Linked DNA regions of Sus scrofa: regions 1 and 3 are each linked to region 2. A link is a contact called in public Hi-C and HiChIP or PLAC-seq data. All regions are on one chromosome and are shown on one strand. The core of a region is the stretch at or near the end of the contact, and the rest is flanking DNA. Distances in the headings are between cores, read along the strand shown.

Evidence for each region. A called contact is a pair of places that touch in the nucleus more often than the background predicts. HiChIP or PLAC-seq counts read pairs in DNA pulled down with a chosen protein or histone mark.
Region 1: a Hi-C map of skeletal muscle shows a contact between it and region 2, with 2.2 times the contacts expected there. The contact joins the enhancer-like site here to the promoter of C6H1orf216 in region 2. A contact is called at or near these places in 1 of 5 promoter capture datasets (liver), 4 of 47 Hi-C or Micro-C datasets (embryonic fibroblasts, epiblast stem cells and skeletal muscle) and 2 of 2 datasets of contacts at active chromatin or transcription factors (alveolar macrophages and skeletal muscle).
Region 3: a contact with region 2 is called in an H3K27ac HiChIP or PLAC-seq map of alveolar macrophages. The contact joins the promoter of PSMB2 here to the promoter of C6H1orf216 in region 2. A contact is called at or near these places in 2 of 47 Hi-C or Micro-C datasets (fetal skeletal muscle and fibroblasts) and 1 of 2 datasets of contacts at active chromatin or transcription factors (alveolar macrophages).

What each region holds. Positions count from the first base shown.
Region 1 is chr6:91,943,847-91,947,832 of Sscrofa11.1, forward strand. It overlaps CLSPN (claspin), which reads right to left. Exons shown (of 26, transcript XM_021095923.1): 2 at 3,537-3,735. Among named protein-coding and RNA genes, the nearest start is that of CLSPN, 22 kb to the right of the region's middle. Within about 2 kb of position 2,000, at least 18 of the 83 cell types and tissues checked have an H3K27ac peak or open chromatin away from gene starts, as enhancers often do. A contact at or near this core is called in liver and skeletal muscle, where this site is marked.
Region 2 is chr6:91,888,094-91,892,318 of Sscrofa11.1, forward strand. C6H1orf216 (UPF0500 protein C1orf216 homolog) reads right to left here and starts at 2,410. Exons shown (of 2, transcript XM_021095921.1): 1 at 2,197-2,410.
Region 3 is chr6:91,827,979-91,831,687 of Sscrofa11.1, forward strand. PSMB2 (proteasome subunit beta type-2) reads right to left here and starts at 1,964. Exons shown (of 6, transcript XM_021095920.1): 1 at 1,737-1,964. The coding sequence starts at 1,827.

The DNA.
Region 1 (3,986 bases), core at 750-3,249, 55 kb after region 2:
ATTGCTTCAAAAGAACAAGCATTGTCCAGAGTGCCCTGGTGGGCAGAGGGGTAAGGATCCTGCATTGTCACTGCTGTGGCTAGGTTATTCTATCCCTGGCCCCTGGCCCTGGAACTTCCTCATGTTGCAAGCATGGCAAAAAAATAAAAAAATAAAAAAAATAAAAGAGGACAAGCTCTTTAACACCACATTTTCTTTAACACCATATTCTCATTCTAGAATAGTCGTTCTTTAATTTAAACATGCATCTGAATGACCTGAAGGCCTGGTAAAAACAGATTGTTGGACCCCATTCCCAGAATTTCTGATTCAGTATGTCTGATGTGAGGCCCAAGAACCTGCATCTCTAACAAATTCTCAGGTGATGTTAATGCAGCCGGTATGGAGAGCACACTTTGAGAACCAAGGGCTTTCCTGGCTCATAGTAGGGAAGTCAGTCAAGTCAGTTTAATTTGTTAAACATTAACTCACTCACTTGACAACTATATTATTCTTCTTGTACACCCTCTGGAAGTGAATAAATGAGATGATACTTCTGATATTAGCATTTCCAGAACTAATTAGCATTTTCCTCTCTTTGGGGAGCACCTCTTCAGTCACCAGAGAAACAGAGAGGGAGCTCTGATTTGGACAATAGGTGGCAGGAGTGAACTGAGAAGGGGAAATCTTTTGTTCTGTGTATTAACTTGGGCCAAGCTAAAGTGGGTCTGTATTTGAAGTTAGCAATCTGTATTCCTAATTTTGGTGAGAATAGAGCGCCATAATCCAATTCACCAGTTCAGAAATCTGGAAGTCACTTTGACTCCTCTTTGTCTCTTGATTCTCAAGGTTAATCATCCAACAAGCTCTGTTTATGAAGTTGATAGAGGGAGGTGAAGGTAAGGTCTGGAGTGTTCACTTGGCAGGAATTAGCCTTGAACCTCTTCCATAAATGGCTTTGTGATTTTAGATAGGACATTTAGCTTCTCGAGCCTTGTTTTCCTTATCTGTAGTTAGGAAACATTGGATTAGACCATGCCTCTCAAATTGGCTTGATTGGCAGAGCACCTGAAAGTATAAGAATACAGGAAATAGGAGTTCCCGTCGTGGCGCAGTGGTTAACGAATCCGACTAGGAACCATGAGGTTGCAGGTTTGGTCCCTGCCCTTGCTCAGTGGGTTAACGATCCGGCGTTGCCGTGAGCTGTGGTGTAGGCTGCAGACGCGGCTTGGATCCCGCGTTGCTGTGGCTCTGGCGTAGGCCGGTGGCTACAGCTCTGATTCAACCCCTAGCCTGGGAACCTCCATATGCCGCGGGAGCGGCCCAAGAAATAGCAAAAAGACAAAAAAAAAAAAAAAAAAAAAGAATACAGGAAATACATTTCAATACTGACACATTTATTTGGGTCATATAAATTAGGAAATGTTTTCACTAGTAGGATCTATAATTATATCACAAAAAATCAATACAAAAAATTAATTATGAAAATATTGGTGTTCCCATTATGGCTCAGTGTTAACGAACCCGACTAGTATCCATGAGCATGCAGGTTCAATCCCCGGCTTCCCTCAGTGGGTTAAGGATCCTGTGTTGCCACGAGCTGTGGTTATGTCATAGACTCAGCTTGGATCCCGAGTTGCTATGGCTGTGGTGTAGGCCGGCAGCTGCTGCTGATTTGACCCCTAGCCTGGGAACTTCCATATGCCACAGGTGCTTGTGGCCCTAAAAAGACAAAAAAATTAATTAATCAATTATGAAAAAATAAGCTGTGTAATTTAACACATTCAGCCCATTCCAAAGTTCTATTTATATTTGCTTGCTGGCAGACAAACAAAAACAGATTCCAAAGGCCTAAGAAAGTTTGGAGGGATAAAGTTGAGCAAATTATGTCTTTTACTTCATCTTTTCTGTGAATTGAGAAAGTCTACCATGTTAAATTTTTAGTACTCTTCCCTGTCTGGAATTGAAGTGTGAGAAATGTTTGCTTTTCTCAAGGTCTTGGCTGCTAAATCTTCATCCCTGGAGAAGCACTGCCACCATGTGACAGGGCTTGGTCATGTCAGTCCATCTAGTGCCTGTAGTTACTCTATCCTAAAACCTTTTTCTTCTTTGCTTCATTTTAAAATTATTCAACGAATTGTTTAAATTTTCCTTTGGAATAGTGAAGTAATTACATCTTCTAGAATCTGCTTTCAAAAACAATTTTGTACTGTAATTCCATATAGTTATAAAGCTTCTCCAGGAGAATGCCTGCTTAGAGGCCAGAACTATTTTTCTTGCTTGATGTGGTGTACTCCCTGACCTTTAAAAATGGCACAGGACCTGACACATAGTGGATGCATAATAAATAATTGTTGAAAGAATGATTAAAATAAGCACAAGGAGTTCTCTAGTGGCTCAGCGGGTTAAGGATATGCTGTTGTCCCTGCTGTCGCTTGGGTTCCTGCTTTGGCACTAGTTCAGTCCCTGACTAGAGAACTTCTGCATGTCATGAGCACAGCAAATAAAATAAAATAAGCCTAAAAAATGAAACTAAACAAAATACCAGGGCCTTTTCCTGAGACGTGATAGCACACACACCATCAGCTATTTTGTAGGCAGAAGCTCCTTTACTGTAAATTTTGGCAACCTAAAATACATATCAAATATTCATCCACTCATTCAGCAAGACTTGAGTCCCTATTTTAAGCCTAAGCTAGACACAGAGAATACAAAGATAAATAAAATACAGTCTAGTTCTCAGAGAGCTTCCCATTGCTGTTTGAAGTTAGGCAAGTAAAAAGGCATGTGTAATAGAAATGTATACAAACAGCTGTGGGGGCCCTGATTTTGCCTGGGGCAATTCAGGGGGAGATGACTCCTAAACTGAGTTTCAAAGATGGATTGGAATGTTCCTGGCTGGCACGGGAAGAAGGCATTCCAGGTATGTGCAAGGGCTTGATGAAGCATGTTGTGTTGGGGAACTGAAAGTAGGTCAGGGCAGCTAGAGCACGGGGTGTGTGTTTGGGTTGTGGCGGGGGGTGGGGAAATGGCCAGAATTGGGAAGGCTAAAAGTTAAACAGGGAACAACAAGTCTGGAATGCTATGCTTAGAGCTTAGTTTTTAGACAGTCTGAATGGGCAGCTGAGGGTAGTGGTGGTGGAGGGAGTTATTAAGAAGGAGAGCAACATGGTTAGATGTATGCTTGAGAAAGATTATTCTGGCAGCATATGAAAGATGGATTGGAAGGGGATTAAACTGCAAGGAAGACCAGTTATCTAGGTGGGAGATTATAGAGACCTGAACTAGGTCAGTGATAGTAACAATAGAGAGGAGGAGATGGATTGGGGGAAAAGAGGCAAAATTGACAGGGCTTGTTGATGAATAATCTTGAGGGGCAAGGGACAGTAGAATCAATGTAAAACTAGTAACTCTCAGGTTTCTGGACTGGTGAATGCCAGACTAGGATGCCAATCACCAAAATTGAGAATACATACAGGTCACTAAATCTAAATACAGACTCACTTTAGTTTGGCACAAGTTAATGCAGAATAAAAGATTTCCCCTTCCTAGCTCACCTCTGTCTGCTCTTTGTCCAAATCGGAGCTCTCTCTCTTGGCTTTTCTGGTGACTGAAGAGGTATCCCGCAGGCACAGACCCTTCTCTTCTTTCCAGTTCCAAACTTCTATGTATGCAGCTCCCAAAACATTAACTCAGCAGCTATTAGTATCTCCTTCATATGTTTTTTCTTCAATTCCCTTTTCCTTTTCTGGCTACCTACCCAGGGAAAAAAAACATATATGAGAAATTCCTCTGGCCTGCTTTATTCAGTTTCCCATACAGCCTTATTCTTCAGTTTTTGTAAAAACTCAAGTGTTTTCACAACTCAACCCTCCCTCAAGCTTTATAGAAATTTGATGGCTTACAGTGAGAGTAGTGTTGGTTTATTTATTTATTACTTTTTTTTTTCTTTTTAGGATTGCACCCGAGGCATATGGAACTTCCCAGGCTAGGGGTCCAATTGGAGC
Region 2 (4,225 bases), core at 1,160-3,659:
GCTCTCCCCGTTCCATGTCCGCAGCAAGACGGCCCCACTCTCCAGTCCGTCACTGTAGCTAAGAATCAAGAGCAGCCTGGACTCCTCACTTGCTTCATTCCCTCCTCACTAGCCATCAAATTCAGACAATTCTTTCTCTTAAAAACCTCAGAGAGACACAGAGAGGGAAAGAGAAAGAGAACGTGCGTCTGTACATACATCTCCCCTCGCTTTCACTTGGTTAGGGCTGTTTCTGGATTACTGACTGCTGTGGCCTTTTCGCTGATCTCTCTGCCTCTAGTTAAAAATTTAACTTTGGGAGTTCCCGTGTGGCACAGTGGAAACAAATCTAACTAGTAACCATGAGGTTGCAGGTTCGATCCTTGGCCTCACTCAGTGGGTTAAGGATCCAGCGTTGCCATGAGCTGTGGTGTAGGTCACAGATGCGGCTCGGATCCTGTGTGGCTGTGGCTGTGGCATAGGCTGGCAGCTGTAGCTCAGATTTGACCCCTAACCTGGAAACCTCCATATGGCAGGGTGTGGCCCTAAAAAGCAAAAAAAAAAAAAAAAAAGTAAATTTGTCATGGCTCCCCCCAACAAACTCTGGCTAAACCCCTTTATGGCCTACAAGGCCGTGCTTCATCTGGCCCCTGCTCACGGCTCCAGAATTGCTTCTTGCCACTCTGCCCCTCCCACCACCCCAAACTGCTCAGAGATCTCAGGACACACCATTATTCTCATTACACAGTTCCCTTGGCCTACACTACCCTTCCTCTCCCCTTCCCTCCAAACTCCTCCCTTTGCCACCCAGACAATTCCTTTTTGTACCTCAAAACTCAGCTCTAATAGCCCCACCTCTCTAAGCCATCTGGATATTCTCCCCTCTGCCCAAAAGACACTAACACAGCTAACTGTGCCTTCTTCTGAATCCCCACTGCCCTGGGTCTTTTTGCCATTTTCTTGGGCTGCTCCTGCGGCACATGGAGGTTCCCATGCTAGGGGTCGAATTGGAGCTGTAGCTGCAGGCCTACGCCAGAGCCACAGCAACGCGGGATCCGAGCCGTGTCTGCAACCTACACCACAGCTCACGGATCCTTAACCCACTGAGCAAGGCCAGGGATCCTAGTCGGATTCGTTAACCACTGAGCCATGACGGGAACTCCCATGTTTGTTTCTTGATGGTCAGTAAATGTCTATTCAAGTTTTTGGGGTTTTGCTTTTTTATCTGTCTTACAATAGCAGCTTCCACTTCTGGCTCTGTGACTAGAGATAGAATTCCTCTATATATCTTCCATCATATTCAGGAGCCAGTATGGAGCCTGGCACTAACCAGGTACAGTAGATCCTTGCCGAGTGAGTGTGTGAATGGGGGAGGGGGACTGCAGTGGGATATCTATGCTCAGGAAGACCCCAACAACAGTAGCAGAGGCTACAGCTGAAGCCTAGGTTCGCCCCTCTGCTCAGAGAGGAACCCCCTCCCCCACTGACAAGCCTCTCTCCCCTGACCCGGCCCTTTGAAGCCTCCATGTCTAGCACAATCCCGGTGCCCCTGCCTCTAGCTTGCTCCATCCTGAGGCCCTGGAAAGAGGGCATGCCCCATTATTCTTCCTCCCCAACAACCGACCTCTCCCAAAATTAGTGTTTACTTGACGAGAGCTTTCTATTGACCATATATTACTAGGATTCGAAAAAGTGGGGGTTCAGTAAGAGTGAGGGATAGTGTAAGTGGAGGGAGCAGGGACCCTTCCCACATTCAGTAGTGGGAAGAGGTCCTAGGAGCAACGGTTTAGGGACAGTCCCTTTGTAACCTACACACTCCATCCTGTTAAGCAAGGGGCTTGGAGATCTTCCTGGCCCAATGTTTTCTTTTTTTCTAAGCTTGGGCGGGGGCCGTGAGGGAAGCTGGGATGAGTGGAGGTGGTACTAAGAATCACGGGGTTCTCAGAGACGGTAAAATGGGAATGGAGACAGCCCAGGATCAGGTTTCTCTCCAAGCTAATTAGCAATTTGCCGAGGTGGGGCGCTCTGTAAGGGTGGGAGGAGGCAGCCCCCCTTCCTGCCTAGCCTTGAGGGGGTGGGGGAAGGAGACTACCCCGGGAGACCGAGGATACTGACGGCCCTTCCTTAATCTCCCCCAAAGAGGCAGCTGGGCCGAGGCTGCGACCCCCGCCCCCTGCGGCAGGGGTCCAAACCCTCCCGCTCCGGGCCCCCACTCACGGCCTGGAGGCGCCGGCCCGCCCAGCTAGCTCTGTTCCGAAGGCCCGCGGCGGGAACTCTTCCGTCGGGGTTGTGGCGGGGGCGGGGGGGGGTTGTCCCTTGGCCTGGGCGTCCACGCGGGCAGGGGCGTGGGTGCGGGTTTTCGTGTCGCGCTCCCACCCAGGCCGGGACTGCGGAGTCGCGCGGCGTCAGCGCGGCGGGGCGGGGCGGCCAGGCCCACGTGGGTCGGTTCGGTTTTCCGCGGAGCCGCGCGAGGGCCGGAGCGCTGGAACCGCCTCCTGAGCCTTCGGCACCTTTGACCCAGCCCTTGCAGACTCTGTTTTATTTCATAACTGCGTTCACAGGATCCCTCCGATCGGTTTGCCTCACTGCACATTCAGTGACATTTTCAGAATGAAAATCTGATCATGTCTCCACCTTCCTGCCTAAAACCATTCAATGGCTTCCGCATTGCAGGCTAAATCCTTAGGGCAGCAGCCGTGGGGCTCTGAGCATCCTGCTTCACCTCTGCGGCTTCAGCCTGTGCCCTCGCCTCTGCAGCTGGGCTTCACGCCCCTTCTGCCACACTGTTCTCTCTGCCGAAAATTCTCTCCCCCATCTCATATTTCGGATCTCTTCTCAGAAAAACCTCTAACCTCCCAGATCAGATTAGTCCCCCCTTTTTATGTTATCCTCCAGGGTGTTTTATTCCTTTTCTTAATAGCAGCTATCACCATTTAAAGTTATATGTTTCTTTTGTGCTTATCTGATTAAAGTCATTTAATGAACAGAGTAATTGCTGACTCTATTGATAAAACCGAAAAGCACTGGCTGTTAAGGAGAGGCAGCCCCAGAAAAAAATATGGGACAAATTTAGCCTTCAGGTCATAGGATCTTCCAGAAGATCCCTTCTACACCCTCACCTTTACTGGACAAACCAAGCAATTGGCTATAACTTCCCCATGCTCCCCCCTCCCCCTGCCAATTAAAAACAAGCACAACTAGGAGTTCCTGTTGTGGCTCAGCAGTTAACGAACTGACTAGTGTCCATGAGGACTATGGTTCGATCCCTGGCCTCACTCTGTGGGTTAAGGTTCTGGCAGGCCATGGTGTAGGTCACAGACGCGGCTAGGATCCAGCGTTGTTGTGGCTATGGTGTAGACCGGCGGCTACAGCTCCAGTTGGACCCCTAGCCTGGGAACCTCCATAAGCCATGGGTGCGGCCCTACAAAAGACAAACAACAACAACAACAAAAACCCTCAACTAAACTAATATGGATTCATTTTTGAGTCGTAATACATTAGAAAATACCATTGTCTTTCCCCCTCCTTTCTTTTGCTTTTTTTTTTAAGAGAATTTGAGTCTGATCTCTATGATGAGGCATCCTCTTCCATTCCCAGCTTAATTCTAACTTCCCACTCTGCAATAGAGATTAAATGGCAAATTAAATCACACCAACACATCCTGTAAACAAAATAAAGGAAGTGGAAGAGAAAAATCATTTTATGATTAGGACAACTATTTTAAGAGAGAAAAGGAAATAAAACGGAAAAGGAAGAAGTAACTCAAGCTTTGGGTACTCCCCCAGCTAAAAATATATATGCGGAGGGAGTTCCCATTGTGGCATAGAAGAAACAAATCTGACTAGTATCCATGAGGATGTGGGTTTGGATGTGGGTTTGCCTCACTCAGTGGGTTAAGGATCCAGCCATGAGCTGTGGTGTAAGTCGAAGATGCGGCTTGGATGCCCACTTGCTGTGGCTGTGGCATAGGCTGGCAGCTGCAGCTCTGATTCAATCCCTAGCCTGGGAACTTCCATATGCCGTGGGTGTATCTCTGAAAAAAAAAGAGCAAAAACCAAAAAAATGTATACACATGCAGAGACCTCCATCCCATTTCTACATCAGGTCCTGAGGCCTAACTAGCCTCCCTTTCCCCTTAATCACTCTAACTTCCCCTTACCTTCAGCTGGAGTTGTCTTCCCTAGGAAGTGACCCAAATCCTCACTTGTGAAGTCTCTGAGCTTTGGCGGTCTACAGTAATGCCAGT
Region 3 (3,709 bases), core at 714-3,213, 61 kb before region 2:
ATAAAACTTCTACAAATTAATCATGGACTTTCATAAAGAAATTTGACTTGAGGAACAATCCATACCATAGATGTTTAACAACTTAATTTTTCATTCCTTAAGCCCCAAATGAATTGGCATTTGCCCTCGAAGCCTTCCAGTTTCTACAACTAGAATCTCTTCCTCCTCTGGATTACCTAAAAACAATCTCTGCTTCCTCAGCACTACCCAAGAAGTTTGAAGTTTGATTGTATCTTTTATATGCAGCATCACTTTCTTCTTTTCCTTTTTTTCTTTTTTTTTTTTTTGCTTTTTAGGGCTGCACCAGAGGCATACGGAGGTTTTCAGGCTAGGGGTCTAATCAGAGCTGTAGCCACAGGCCTACACCACAGCCACAGCCACACCAGATCTGAGCCACATCTGCGACCTACACCACAGCTCATGGCAACACTGGATCCTTAACCCACTGAGCAAGGGCAGAGATCAAACCCACAACCTCATGGTTCCTCATCAGCTTTGTTTCCACTGAGCCAGAACGGGAACTCCAGGATCACTTTCTAGCTTGTTAAATTATTTGTACATATATCTGAATCCTTTATTAAACTGAAACGTCCAGATTAGGGCCACATCTTACTCTTCTTTGCATTCCTTCAGCACCTAGCACTGTAATGAACATACAGGTGCCCAAAACCTATCTGTCAAAAGAACATCAAATCATCTGCAAAGAGTAACAATTTTTCAACATCAGTAATGTTTATGAAAACCTACTCTTGGATTCTGCAGATCAACAACCAAAAATCTTTTAAACATTGTTAAAATACTAACTAGGGAGACAGTATAGTATAGCACTTATGGCAAAAGATAGGGAGTCAAACTGCACAAGTTAATCTGGGTTCTGCCACTTGCAGCCTTACGCAAGGTTCTCAACGTTTTTGCCTGTAAAGTGTACTCTGTAAAGTGGCAATGTAATAGTGCCCATCTCAAAGGGTTAATGAATTAATATAAGTTGCTTAAAATTATACATACCTAAGTGCTTGGTATGTTTATTACTAAGTATTTGTTACGGTGCTAAACATTTGCACAAAACTTCTTCACTCAATCCTTGCAACAAGATTTTGAGGCTGTTATTACTAACTTGATTTAGCAGATGAGGAAATCTGGGCACTGCAAAATAACTTGCACAAAGTCATAAAGCAAGTAAGTGACAGGGCTCCAGTTTTCTAAGTCCTCTAACTACTTAAATAGAAGGAAAACGTGGCAGCCAATGCCCTGGAAAAGAAGGATCAGCGCTAAGACAGGGGAAGATATAGTCAGTCAATGGAAACTGCCAGATTTCTAGCCCCATAGTCTCTTTCACTCTCCCTGGGAGCACCTGCTGCTGCCATCAAACTGACCTCATCAATTGCGATAAGAGGAAATTTATCAGAGATTGGGGGTCTAGGGATCCTGGAGCTGGCTGGCGCTTACACACTTAAAAACTATTTTCCATTAAGCAACTCTCGCCTACCAAGCATTCAGCAAAAGCCAGAGCAAGTACTGACTCAGAAGCCCTGGGAAGAACGAAAGTCAAGGCCCTAAACTTGTCTGCCTGTCTCTTAATTCTAAAATTAAGTAAGCGCAGACCAAGGCAGGCGGGGTTTCACCTCCCAGACCTTTCTGGTACTCACCCCAAACCCCTTCACCCCCACCCCTACCCCGACTCCTCCCCCGCTGCCTCTAAATCCAGGCCCAGCAGGGCCTCCCCTGCTTCCTCTCACCGTCCTTCATCTGGACAATATTGCTAGCTGCCACCTGGTCGGAAGCGACAAGGACATAGTCGGGACCCTGGATGCCAATGAGATACTCCATAGTGACAGGAGGCCCGGGCCTGCAGGTTCGACAGAGCGCGGGACTGGCCGACTTCTCGGCCTCACCGGTGAGACAGCACCGCCGAGCGAAGCTCCGCGCGACGCAGGCCGCGCGACCTTCCCGGCAGCCGGCGCTCCTAGATGACGTTCAACTGTCGCGAGAGGTTGGAAGGTGGGCGTGGCGATTGGTGGCTTAAAGTCTGTTATCGCTTTGTGACTATACGTCGTGTCTTGAAATCTGGACTGCATAGGCCAATTACCTTCGGTAATGCCTCGTTTCTTTATTTATAACAGAATTTAAAACTCGCTTGGGAAGCCAAATATAATGGAAGAATAAAAGTAATTTAAAAAAATAAATAAAAATAAAACTCACTTGGGGAGGAAATCACGCACCGTATGTAAAGTGTACATGTGTGTGCCAAAAGGCATACGTCCCTAGATGGCCGTTTCCATTCTCTCCTCGGTAAATCCCAGGAACCCCTTCCCTGCAAACTAGATTAGACTGGAAAAAGAGCCTTTGAAAGGAGCCCTGGTTACATGCTTCATAAAGGTAAAATGTGGCTGTATTAAAGATCTAAGCATGAAAACTAAAATCATGAAAGGTCTATTTATAGACGTTCCAACCCCAAATTATATGTAGTTATTTCTGGTAACAGTGATTTGAGGGAAGCACTTTCACTTTCTATTTTATACACATCTGTTATTTGAGTGTTTCTCAAGGCTCACATATCACTCATTTTTTAATAGGAGAAGGCACAGCCATCCCTTTATATCTTGCAGGCATTGCGGGGGATGGGGGGGGGACTGAAATATTCCATGATCAGTTTCTGACATTGGAATAGTTTCACAGTTGAGTCTCCATGCTAGCCTTACTAACCTCCTCAGAAATGGAAAACTGGTTGCAATTGTATCTACAAAAACAGCTATACAATTCACTTGCTTCTGCAGAAATGGGTGGTCCTTACTCTCTTAGGAATGTTTCTTCCAGCTCTCTGCCCATGAAGGAACACAGAGCTTGAGTTTGGGACAGCCCATCTATCATGGGATGGATGCCAGGGGCAAATGAGGTCATTAAGTCAACCATCCCACTATGAACACAGATACATCCATCATCCTAGAAAGCTCCTTTTCTTAAACACTACTGGGGAAGAAGTCTCTCAAGCCTCTCTCTGTTTCTCTCTCTTTGTCATTGTGTGTGTTTGTGTTTTTCAGTTGCAAAAATTACATAGTTACATTTTATATACATGCATACACAAGTAATACAGAAGTGAAGTTAAATATCTCTCCTCCCACCAGAGGTAGCTACCCACCAGATGTGTATCCTTCCAGACCTTTTTTCTTTTGTATATACCGATATTCATTCATTCATAAAGGCTGCAAAATTCTGAATTGGAAAAATCCAATTTTTAAAAAGGACCTAAAAAAAAAAAAAAGAAGAAAAAGAAGGAAGGACCTAAGTATCTTTTAGTCTGGCCCTTTCCTCCCTGGGACTCTTGAAATCTCCTCTAGCTAAGTCACACTAGAGATTCTGTAACTTCTTGTTAGTATAGAGGAAAGTGGATTTGCAAGAAATAACTTGTTTTATCTCACTAAGAATTGGGGAGAATTGGGAAGTTCCCTGGTGGCACAGCAGGTTGTGGATCCAGCACTGCCACAGCTATGGTACAGGCTGCAGGGTCGTGGGATTGAACCCTGGCCCAGGAGCTTTCGCACGCATAAGGCAGGGGGCGGGGGAGATCCCGTTGTGGCTCAGCAGGTTAAGAACCCAACTAGTGTCATGGGGATGCTGGTTAGTACCCTGTCGTCATTCAGTGGGTTAAGGAGCATTGTTGCAAGCTGCGGTGTAGGTCACAGATACGGCTGGGATCTGGCGTTGCTGTGGC